Regions from separate parts of the Mus musculus genome. Here region 1 is linked to region 2. The links are chromatin contacts, called in public Hi-C maps. All regions are on one chromosome and are shown on one strand. Each heading gives the region's core, a stretch centred on a gene start, on an enhancer-like site or on the middle of the called end of the contact. The rest is flanking DNA. Distances are from core to core; before and after follow the strand shown.

The links. A called contact is a pair of places that touch in the nucleus more often than the background predicts.
Region 1: a Hi-C map of cardiomyocytes shows a contact between it and region 2, with 2.1 times the contacts expected there. The contact joins two enhancer-like sites. A contact is called at or near these places in 3 of 484 Hi-C or Micro-C datasets (Th1 cells, cardiomyocytes and cerebral cortex) and 3 of 115 datasets of contacts at active chromatin or transcription factors (bone marrow-derived macrophages, cardiomyocytes and heart atrium).

Annotation. Positions count from the first base shown.
Region 1 is chr17:10,411,009-10,415,738 of GRCm38.p6, reverse strand. All of the region lies in intron 4 of Pacrg (PARK2 co-regulated), which reads left to right. Among named protein-coding and RNA genes, the nearest start is that of Gm39565, 42 kb to the right of the region's middle. Within about 2 kb of position 1,643, at least 7 of the 459 cell types and tissues checked have an H3K27ac peak or open chromatin away from gene starts, as enhancers often do. A contact at or near this core is called in cardiomyocytes and heart atrium, where this site is marked.
Region 2 is chr17:9,757,816-9,762,574 of GRCm38.p6, reverse strand. All of the region lies in intron 3 of 4930452A19Rik (RIKEN cDNA 4930452A19 gene), which reads left to right. Among named protein-coding and RNA genes, the nearest start is that of 4930452A19Rik, 16 kb to the left of the region's middle. Within about 2 kb of position 2,969, at least 47 of the 459 cell types and tissues checked have an H3K27ac peak or open chromatin away from gene starts, as enhancers often do. A contact at or near this core is called in cardiomyocytes and heart atrium, where this site is marked.

The DNA.
Region 1 (4,730 bases), core at 394-2,893, 650 kb before region 2:
TCGAAAAGTCAAGACTTAGTGATGGCACAGCACAGAACTATTGACTTTCATCTACCCAATCCTGCCTGCCACAGTGGGAAAACAAGGTCATTCACTTAGACACCAGGACTGCCGAGGGTCTGGAGGAAGAGGAGGAAATTACTGAGTATAAGCTTAAGCTAGAAACTATTGACACGTGAAATCCTCCCGTCAGGGACCATGACTACCTGGGCTGCAGACAATCTGCAGCTTAGTGACAGTGTGTCCTGTAGGTGATCACACATGTCCTGACCCCACTGCTCTTGACTCCATCATGATCCAACGCCATGTTTTAACATCACTGTGACCCTCTGAAGTGGTAGAATGAGCCTCTTTTATCAAACACTAGGGTAAAATGTAGACTACACAGTGCTCACTGGGGTCTCTCCCTGCCCATTCAAGAGGAAAGTTACATTATGGATAATCTGCCGTGATGAAGGAGTAGTGTGCATGCAGTTATAATGACCAACATGTTTCAATGGGCTTTGATAGCGCTAAAGACACAACCTGCAGACTCTTACTCCTCACTGCCTCCATCCTGTGGATATAGCATCAAGGCTGTTTCTGTCAGAGCGAATTGGTAGCAGGCTATGCAGGGTCAACAGCAAGTCGGCCTGCATCCTCTTGACTGTCCCCCAAACCATCGTTTTGTTACTGTGCTGTCTCTGTCCCCACTCATCTGGACAGAGTCCTGATTCAGAAAAAAAAGCAACCGGGTATGCTAAACTCAAGAATTTCAGGAGATAAAAATGTAAGCCAGGCAAACAAACATTCTTTTTTCAAAAGTCTCACACGTCAGCATGTTCCACTTATCAGCACTTCCAACAAGCTCTGGTGTCCATTCTTGTGCAAATCCAACTTTGCTCTGGCAAATTAAATGGTCACATATTAATTTTCCTTTACAGTCTCTCTCTCTCTCTCTCTCTCTCTCTCTCTCTGTGTGTGTGTGTGTGTGTGTGTATGTGTGTCTGTCTGTCTGTCTGTCTGTCTGTCTGTCTGTCTGTCTCTGTGTGTCTGTATGCATGCATGTCCTCAAGAAGTTTTGATTAGACTCAGCAGAGCTGCAGACACTGGTGAGTCCAATCAAAACTTTGGACACTGGTGAGTCCGTTGCTATGCAAGCCCCAGACACTTGGTGAATGTCCCTTGCCACATTTAACTTACCTACGTGAAAGCTGATAAAAGTTGATCGCCAGAGCTTTGAAAGATAGTTCAAGGTTATTTTTAACTGAGACACTTAGGAATGGCTAGAGGGTGTTAGCTCTGTCCCGTTTACAGCACTTAGCTCAGTTTAGCACAGCAGATTGCTTTGATTTGTTCATTAAATATATAATTTTTTTGCATTAATTGAGCTCATTTGATGAGAACTATTCCCACTCTATAAAATTTCTGGCTAATGGCTTGGAAATCTATTCAAATTCTGTACTCATAAATTCATTTCAGAACTTTCAAAGAGTAGATCTTTCAGGCAAGCTGAGATGTAGCCCGCATATCCAAGCAAAGCCTAACCTATAGAAAGACTGGGGCAGCACAACACGGCTTCTTCGTGCCAGCACAATCACGGAGAGCATTTATTTAATTTTTTAAAGTAGAACAAATCGTGCATCACACCATACAAGTCTTTAGCTCTGGGCTTTGTGCCTGGAGGCAGGCTGTCACCTGCAGATTCCCTCACACGGCACCCTTATACAGGGTACAAGATGGCTTGGGAGCTGAGATCATTATGTAAATGAACGCTTCTTCTACATTTATTTGTCTGTGTGTGCACATGTGGGTGCACACGTGCTCTCTCTCTCTCTCTCTCTCTCTCTCTCTCACACACACACACACACACACACACACACACGGAAACCCAAGAACAACCACCCAGTTCCATTCCAAAGGTGCCATCTACTTTTTTGCTTTTTATTCTTTTAGGGACAGGGTCTCTCACATGCCTGGGGCTCACAAAGCAGGCTCAGCTGCCTGATGAGCCTCAGGGATCCACCTATATCTCTGTCTCCTCAAGGTCGGAACTGCAAGAGCATGCCACCATACCTGGCTCTTTTGAGTGGGTTCTGGATGGGGCAGGTTGGGAGGATGCTTTGGCCCTCATGCTTGGAAGGATGGACTTTAGCAATGAAGCTCTTTGTCCAGCACTAGACAAAAGTTGTAAGGACCATAACATGTGAAATCAAATTTTGGAGAACTCAGACTACTACTTGATTTGAGAATAGCATCTTTTAGAAAGCCTCAGTTACAGAAAAGAAAACAAAACCACAAGACTAAGAAGTGGTGGTTGTGTTGTGGTGTTGTGTTGAAACGGAAGGTGGTGCTAACCTTTGCCATGCAGGCTCACCTAGACAGTCCACAGGCAGCTAAAATTATCCCAGCAACTTTGCAACATTCCCGAGTAGGCTTCTGTAAGTTCTTCCAAACAAAAAAAGCATTTGTGTTAGTCTTTATCAAGATGACAAGAAATGACCAAGTATCTCCGAGAGAAATTTAATCAAGCTAAACTTAAATATTAATTACAAGCTCCATGCAGATCTAAGTTTTCTGGAGCAAAGGCTGCTAACAAAGTCACTGGGATAATCAAACTTTTCCCTTTGGAAAAGGAGAGATTGTTCAGTGGTTGTTTGGCCTTCTCCTTCCACCTGGAGATTACGCATAGCATGGGAGTGTCCTGCTGAGCATCTCATAGGAAGACCATGGCCTCCCCATCTTCATGAAGACTGGAAAGCTTGAATGTGATTCAGAAAGGTCACCAACACTTGTGACTTTCCTGTGGCCTTCTGTGTCTGTTTTGAAAGCTGTTGAAAGGCCAGTATGCCCCCTTAGAAGGTCCCTACTTCTCAGCTTCCCGCCTGATCCTCTAGGCAAGCCTCGCCAAGCAGCCACAATCTCCCCCATTTACACCAAAAGCCCCAGACGTCCCTCATCTGTGAGTAAGACACATAAACCCTAATAAGTTCTCATAAGGATGAGAAGATTAAATGTGAAACTAACGTTGCAGTTCCCCACGGGTTGACCATGGATCCTCAGCACTGAAAAAAAGTGCTTGAGACCCCTGACTTTGTCATCCTGCTCATGATGAAGGAAAGCGAGCATGACCACCCCTCTCACAGGCATGATGCCATGTGCTGGTGCCCCCCATGGGAGATGCTGGGCAATCCAGCTGCATCGAATCCAGTACCTGCTGGCATCGAGTCCAGTACCTGCTGGCTGCCTTCCTCACCTGGCGCCTCCCTGGAGTCAAGGCGCCTACTCTATGGGGCTGACACCCCGCTGTACTGGGGAGGCAGTGTTCTGCACCCTTCCAGCCCTCCTGTGGTGACAAGTGACACCCCTCTTTCTTCCTTCTCACACATAACAGGGTCCTGCTCTATCCCCCCCTTTCAGTACCATACCATCACCTACGGCTTACGTCACTTTGATTGTCCAACCCGCCTGGACATGGCTTCTCCTTTCCTTGGAGGGAAGAGAGAGTAGTCTTTGGCTCATACAGCTATTGTTTCACAAGACCTTTGCTGCCTAAGAGGCCCTGTGCTCTTGCTGTCGTGACTCCATCCTGAGGCAGCAAGTGCTCAGCAGATGTAGAGAATTCGTAATGCTCTGCATCTTTCTTGATGCATCTGCTCACTAGATCATAGAGAGATCAGTTCTCACCTCAAAAGCCTTCACTCTGCCCCTTCCCCTGACTGTAGCCTCTATCGGTATGTTCATTCCAGACAGGGATAAACTAGTAATTTCACCTATATTTTTCTCTCAGTATGACATCCAAATCAAAGCAGTCATTAATCAATGAAGATTCTAATTTGCCTTTTGTTGTTGTTGTTGTTGTTGTTGTCGTCTTGACCAAATCATTTTCAACTGGACATTCAAAAAAGTTATGAGTTATGCTGTACTAAGGACTAATAAACCTTACAGACATTGAAATCATGGACCCAGACAACATGTGTGTCAACAAATAATTTAAATTTTGACAGTGTTCTCTTGCCTGACTAGAATTAATTTGGTAAACATTTGTTCGCTTCAAGTTTTCTTAGAACTTGACTTAAAAACTGAACTTGGTGTTGCCGGGGTCTGTGGATTGCTTTGAAGAAACGTATGCTGCTGTGTTGGTAGGAGCTGTCTGCTGGAGAGCTGTCCTTGCGCAGCACCTGTCCACAGTGATATTGAAACAGTATAAAGGGCTGCAGTAGGGTGAGAGGCTGAAGGCACATCCATTTCTTAAACAGAGGCCATGACTAAGGTTGAGGTAAACAGCTGCTAAGTTACAGAGAATTTTATTTTATTTCTAATTGAAATTTTTCATACAATATATGCTGGTCATTTTCCCCCTCCCCCTACTCGTCCCAGATTCTCCCTACATTGCCTGTTACTGCGGAATTTGTTCCTTGGGCCCAGTGCCTCCTCCCCCAACACCGGACCTTAGACAAGTAATGTTATGCTGCTGTTGAAAAATGACAGCTGTTTAGAAGCATCCCTTGTCTAGGGGGTGAAAATTTGGGTACTAAACTGGCTGTTAGCCACCACCCATCACATTGCAGTTCCATGAGTAATGTCCACCATCCACAGGGGCCCTTCTGGAGCCCTCAGGGGTAATGGCTCAGCTGATTCCTGCTTTCGTCCACAGCTCCCATGTCAGAGCTCCCATGTCAGGGAGAAGCAGAGTGTGGGACACCCAGCTTCAGTGTCAGGAGAGAGAGAGAGAGAGAGAGAGAGAGAGA
Region 2 (4,759 bases), core at 1,720-4,219:
ACAGATGGCCACGGGTAACCCACCTACAGTCAGGCAGGCAGTGCAGGAGGGGTAGGAAAGAGGCTCAAACAATGCTTCTCTATGAAATGGGGGTGCACTGAGACGTTCTCATCCTGTCTCCCCATCCCTGCTTCCGCTTCAGTTTACTTGATATTGTGTTCTTATTCTTAGCAAAATAGTTTTTAAAGATATGTTATTTTAAAGTATGTATGTGTACGTGCATGCTTTTAACTGCTGAGTCATCTCTCCAGACCCCATTAGCTAAACTACCTGTAAAGGCTGAACCATCACTACCTGAGTATTCTCGTGTGAAGGACAACAGAACCCAATGTGAAGATGAGAATGTTTAGAAAAATTAACCATCTAAAGGAGGCACAAGGCTCTTTTGGTCTCTTGAAAACCTGTCAAGTGGAGAATAAAGATAAATCCAGACGATTCTAGAAAGGTAGAAGCAACATCAACAGGTGGGCGCTGTATGAAGTTTCCTGAGCATAAATTCATAATTCAGTGTAAGGATGTTTTTTAGAATTAGTTATATCTGCCCACGAGTGATGAAGACAGAACAGGTTTGCTGGTATATTTGAGAATTGTAGATTCCTGAGTACTCCAAAGGTGTGAGATGGATTTACCGGCATCAAGGACGTTGCTCCAAGGGTCAACTGCACTACTAAATGACTACATGTCAGAGATTATTGTCTGTCCTTGGAAATGCAGCCTGCTCTAGGCTGGCTGAAATTCATCTCTGGGAAATGGTTGGTCTGCTGGGAATGCTACTTCCCAGCCTCATTTACTTACACTTGAGACCTGGCGACCAGGCTTGACCATGGGCACGAAAGCAGAGGTGGTAGCCATCTTTCCTTTGTCACTGTGGCTGGGAAGCTAGTCTCCATCTGCATCCTTCTTCCCCATCTGTGATTTGAGGCTGAGTACCATGCAGCCCCGTATATGTTGCAGTCATGATAAGGAAGGAGGTTCGGGCCTTGAGAGCTTCCCTCAGTCCAAGAACTGGCCTGAACTGATAAAGAGGCCATCTTTATACCCTCCAATTCAGGTGTTCATTCACTTTACATGGAAGTTAGCTTTACTCTCCCTGACGTAGCCACTCAAATTCCTTCAAAACTGGGAAGAGACTGGAGATTCTAACCAATGTGGGTCATCTCTGGGATTTATAGATTACAGAACAATTTGTTTTCCAGTATGAATTGTACCCAGAACAAATGTTTCTGAATCTTGGATCTGTTTATCTATCTATCTATCTATCTATCTATCTATCTATCTATCTATCTATCTATCTATCTATCTATCTATCTATCCATCCATCTGTTTATTATTTTCAGCTCCAATTAAGAGCCTTCATTTGGGCATTTTTGTTAAACCCTCTCTAACAGTGAATGGAACTGAATAACCTTCTTCATTATGAGTTATCGTGTGGGTTTCTTGGGCAGTGTTGGGGATACTCGGTCACAGAATATTTTGAGATTGAAGCCACAGAGAACAGCAGATCCCTAAATGGGACTAAGATGGCAATTCCACTAGTGACTGGAGGACAGATAGACCATACAGAAGCCAGAAACAGCTGCTGAGCAGCTCAGAATATTGTCTTCCCAGCTTCTCCAAGGCCTGAGCTGAGAAACCAGATTTCTTCTGGGTGTACATCACTCTTTCCTCTCCTTTGAAGGACACTGAATTTCCATAAAACCACAAAGGCCAGAAGCACACTCAAGACCAAAATAGCACTGAGGTTAAAAAAAAAAAAAAAGAGTAACCTTGGTTAAACAGTGTCGCTCCACGGCCCATGGCCATTAAGTACTAATGCACTGGAGATGCTATGGTAGAATATATGGGCCCCCTTTTGAATCATAGGACCTTAGGCAATAAGAGCATAAACATTTGTTGGCAAGCAGGGCAATGAAGCAGAATGCAGTTAGTTCAGATGCAGGCATGTTGATTTCCTGTGCTATGCTCAGCTGGACTCTGAGATCGTCAGTACTGTGAACTCAAACCTACATCCCCAGCCAGATTCCTACAGAGGGAGGGGACAGGAGGGACGGATGGCCAGCTTGCTTTGCTCCTGTGTGCTCAGTCTAATCTGTACATATGTGCAGATCCATATTTAGAATTTGTCTAGGCAGAGAGTGGTGAGCCATGGAAGCTTTTGCTTATCACTTGAAGGATGCTGGGGAGTTGTACGCCAAGCTTCTATCAGGAGCCCTATTCTCTTCCTCCTCACAAATCCACAAAGACAGAATCTGCTGATGTGGAAACGAAGGCTGTCTGTCTGTCAAGGACACGGGACATTTGTGTCCTTCGCCTACCAGTTTCTGTCATATTGGCAGGCAGATGTAAGGCTCATGTGGGGCCACGGTGGGTCAATAACGTCAATATGGTTTTGAGTTTACATTCAGCTTTTCTTTGACTAAAGAGAGAGCTTTTATGTATAATTAAGGCTTGGAAAATGGTGTCAGCACTTTTCCTTTGAGAAAAAAAATAAAAAGGGTGAGGGCAGCTGCTAGATGGGCTAAAGTCTGTGGTCTTTCTCTTCAGTATTGTGGCTGGTGGTAACTCCAGGCTGTGATGTTTGCTGCCCTGGAGACATGAAATGTCCTATGGGAATGACTGTAACCAAGAGTCCCTCCCCCATTCTGTGTAGCTGCTGCACCCCCCTCTCAGATGAGTCCAAAATTTTCAGAGACAGCCTAGTTATGGCTAAGGTTTCAAGCCCCAAGTCCTTCACTGCTCTGAACGCCACCCTGATGTGACCTGTCACCTCCATTCCAACACTCTGAGAATAGCCCGCCCTGGTTGCCTCTGTGTCCTTGATGCTCAGCCATGTGTGACTCTGGCTGCCCAGACCTGAGGCTGCGGGTCTCAGGAAGGGCCAGCATCCTCAGTGAGCACCTCTCTCCGTACCACACACATCGGATTGATTCCAGAGAGCCTCAGAGAGGGCTGTGTGCCTTTCAGTGTAACAAAATCACTGTGGTAGTGGTTCCCAAGTTCTTCCTCAGATCTGGTAACCCCCCCCCCCAACCCCAAGAGCCCTCCGATATCATTCCCCTGGCTCCCCCTAGTGGCCCAGGGGTCCCCAACCAGAACGTTTTTTATTACAGGGTTTTTTTTGTTTTTTGTTTTTTTTTGTTTTTTGAGATTATAATATAATTACATCATTTCTCACTTTTCTTGCCAAACCCTCCCACATACCCCTCCTTGGTTTATAAGTTCATCATCTGCCTAAGGAGATTTCTGATGAGCCTGTTTCTATACCACATGTGAGGGCAACTGGATCCACCCTGATTCTAAACCCAGAATGTGGGGTCCTGGGAACTCTGGTGTTTTTATGCTCCCATCTCTGAATGCTAGTCAAAATTTCTGCCAGGGACCTTAGGGGCCACTTACCTTTGAGGTTGGGTTGGGACATCTTGTCTTTTTGTTTGTTTTATTTTGAAGACAACATGAGCCGACTCTGGCCTGGACCTCATCCGGGAATGCAGATGGGGCTCAGCTTTAAATGATTGCCTGCCTTAGTTTCCCCAGTGATCAGTAGCAGCGTGAGCTATGGTGGCAGTCTACTTTAATGAGAAGTCCAAGAGTAGAAGGTGAGGGACCAACTATCTCTGATGCTATGTCTGGCACCAGTCCTAAGCCATCCAGGTTGCTGATTTCTAACAGCTGTGTTAGAAAAGTTCATGGACATCACTAACATTTCTCTCTTGTGTGTTTCAGCCACACAGTTCTCAAATATCCACAGACACCATAGCAGCCCAGGTGAGCCAAACTAAGCAGCCAGCATCACTGCCCTCATGTTGAGCCACAGGGGTTGGGTCCTCAGAGTGCTGCTGCCACTGCTGCGAATTTGTATATATTTTTAAAGAAAAGTAAGCAAGTTAAGTTTATTGCAAAGGAAGGCTATAGCTCTCTGCAGCAGAGGAAAGGGTCAGAAACTGGTTGCTCTGCGGGTAATTTTAATTTTTTTTTCTATTTAGTTGCTTTTTTTCTTACTAAAGAATAAGGGGTTTTCTGTTAGACATAACTTAAAGGATCTTTGTTAGGGAATAGGGTGAGGGTATGGGAAGGGGCAGTTTGGGGTGGGTAAGCATGGGACCTCTTGGTTCAGAGCCTGGCTCCACTGTTTTTACTGGACCATTGAATGAATGGTCCACAGCCAATACCCACCCATCTGTGCCTTCATCTTCGGGACTGGCCTAGGTAAAGCTGTAAGCCTCCCTTACTCCATGTAGACCATTCTTACTGGAAATGAGGCCAGGACACAAGTCTATACCTCTGACCTTTCATTTGGGCACATTAATGCTTCACAATTTTGACAAAGGGAAGTTAACTTGGGTTTGGAAAGTTAGGAAAAGGTGTTGCTGCCATGCAGATCCCTTGCTCAATGAGGGCCAGTGAATCCTTTGCCCACTGAGTGCCAGCTCTCTCTCTCTCTCTCTCTCTCTCTCTCTCTCTCTGAGTGTGTGCATGCGTTTGTGCGTGTGCGATAATGGCTGATGCAACTGTTGGAAACCAGAGGCTTAGCTCATGGGTGCTTCCATGGTTGGGTCAGGGTATGCTTTATTTGTAGAAGGCTGACTAAATCTTGACCCCAGCTATCTTGGCAAGCTGCAAGTGGCCATGTGAGAGATGAGCTTCAGGCTCAAGCCCAGCTCCTGGAAGACAGGTGTCTACAGAGAAGGATGGTACTACCCTCAGAGACTCCTGTAAGGAAAGCAGGCCTTTAATGATGTGGGGGAGCTGAACCCACGGA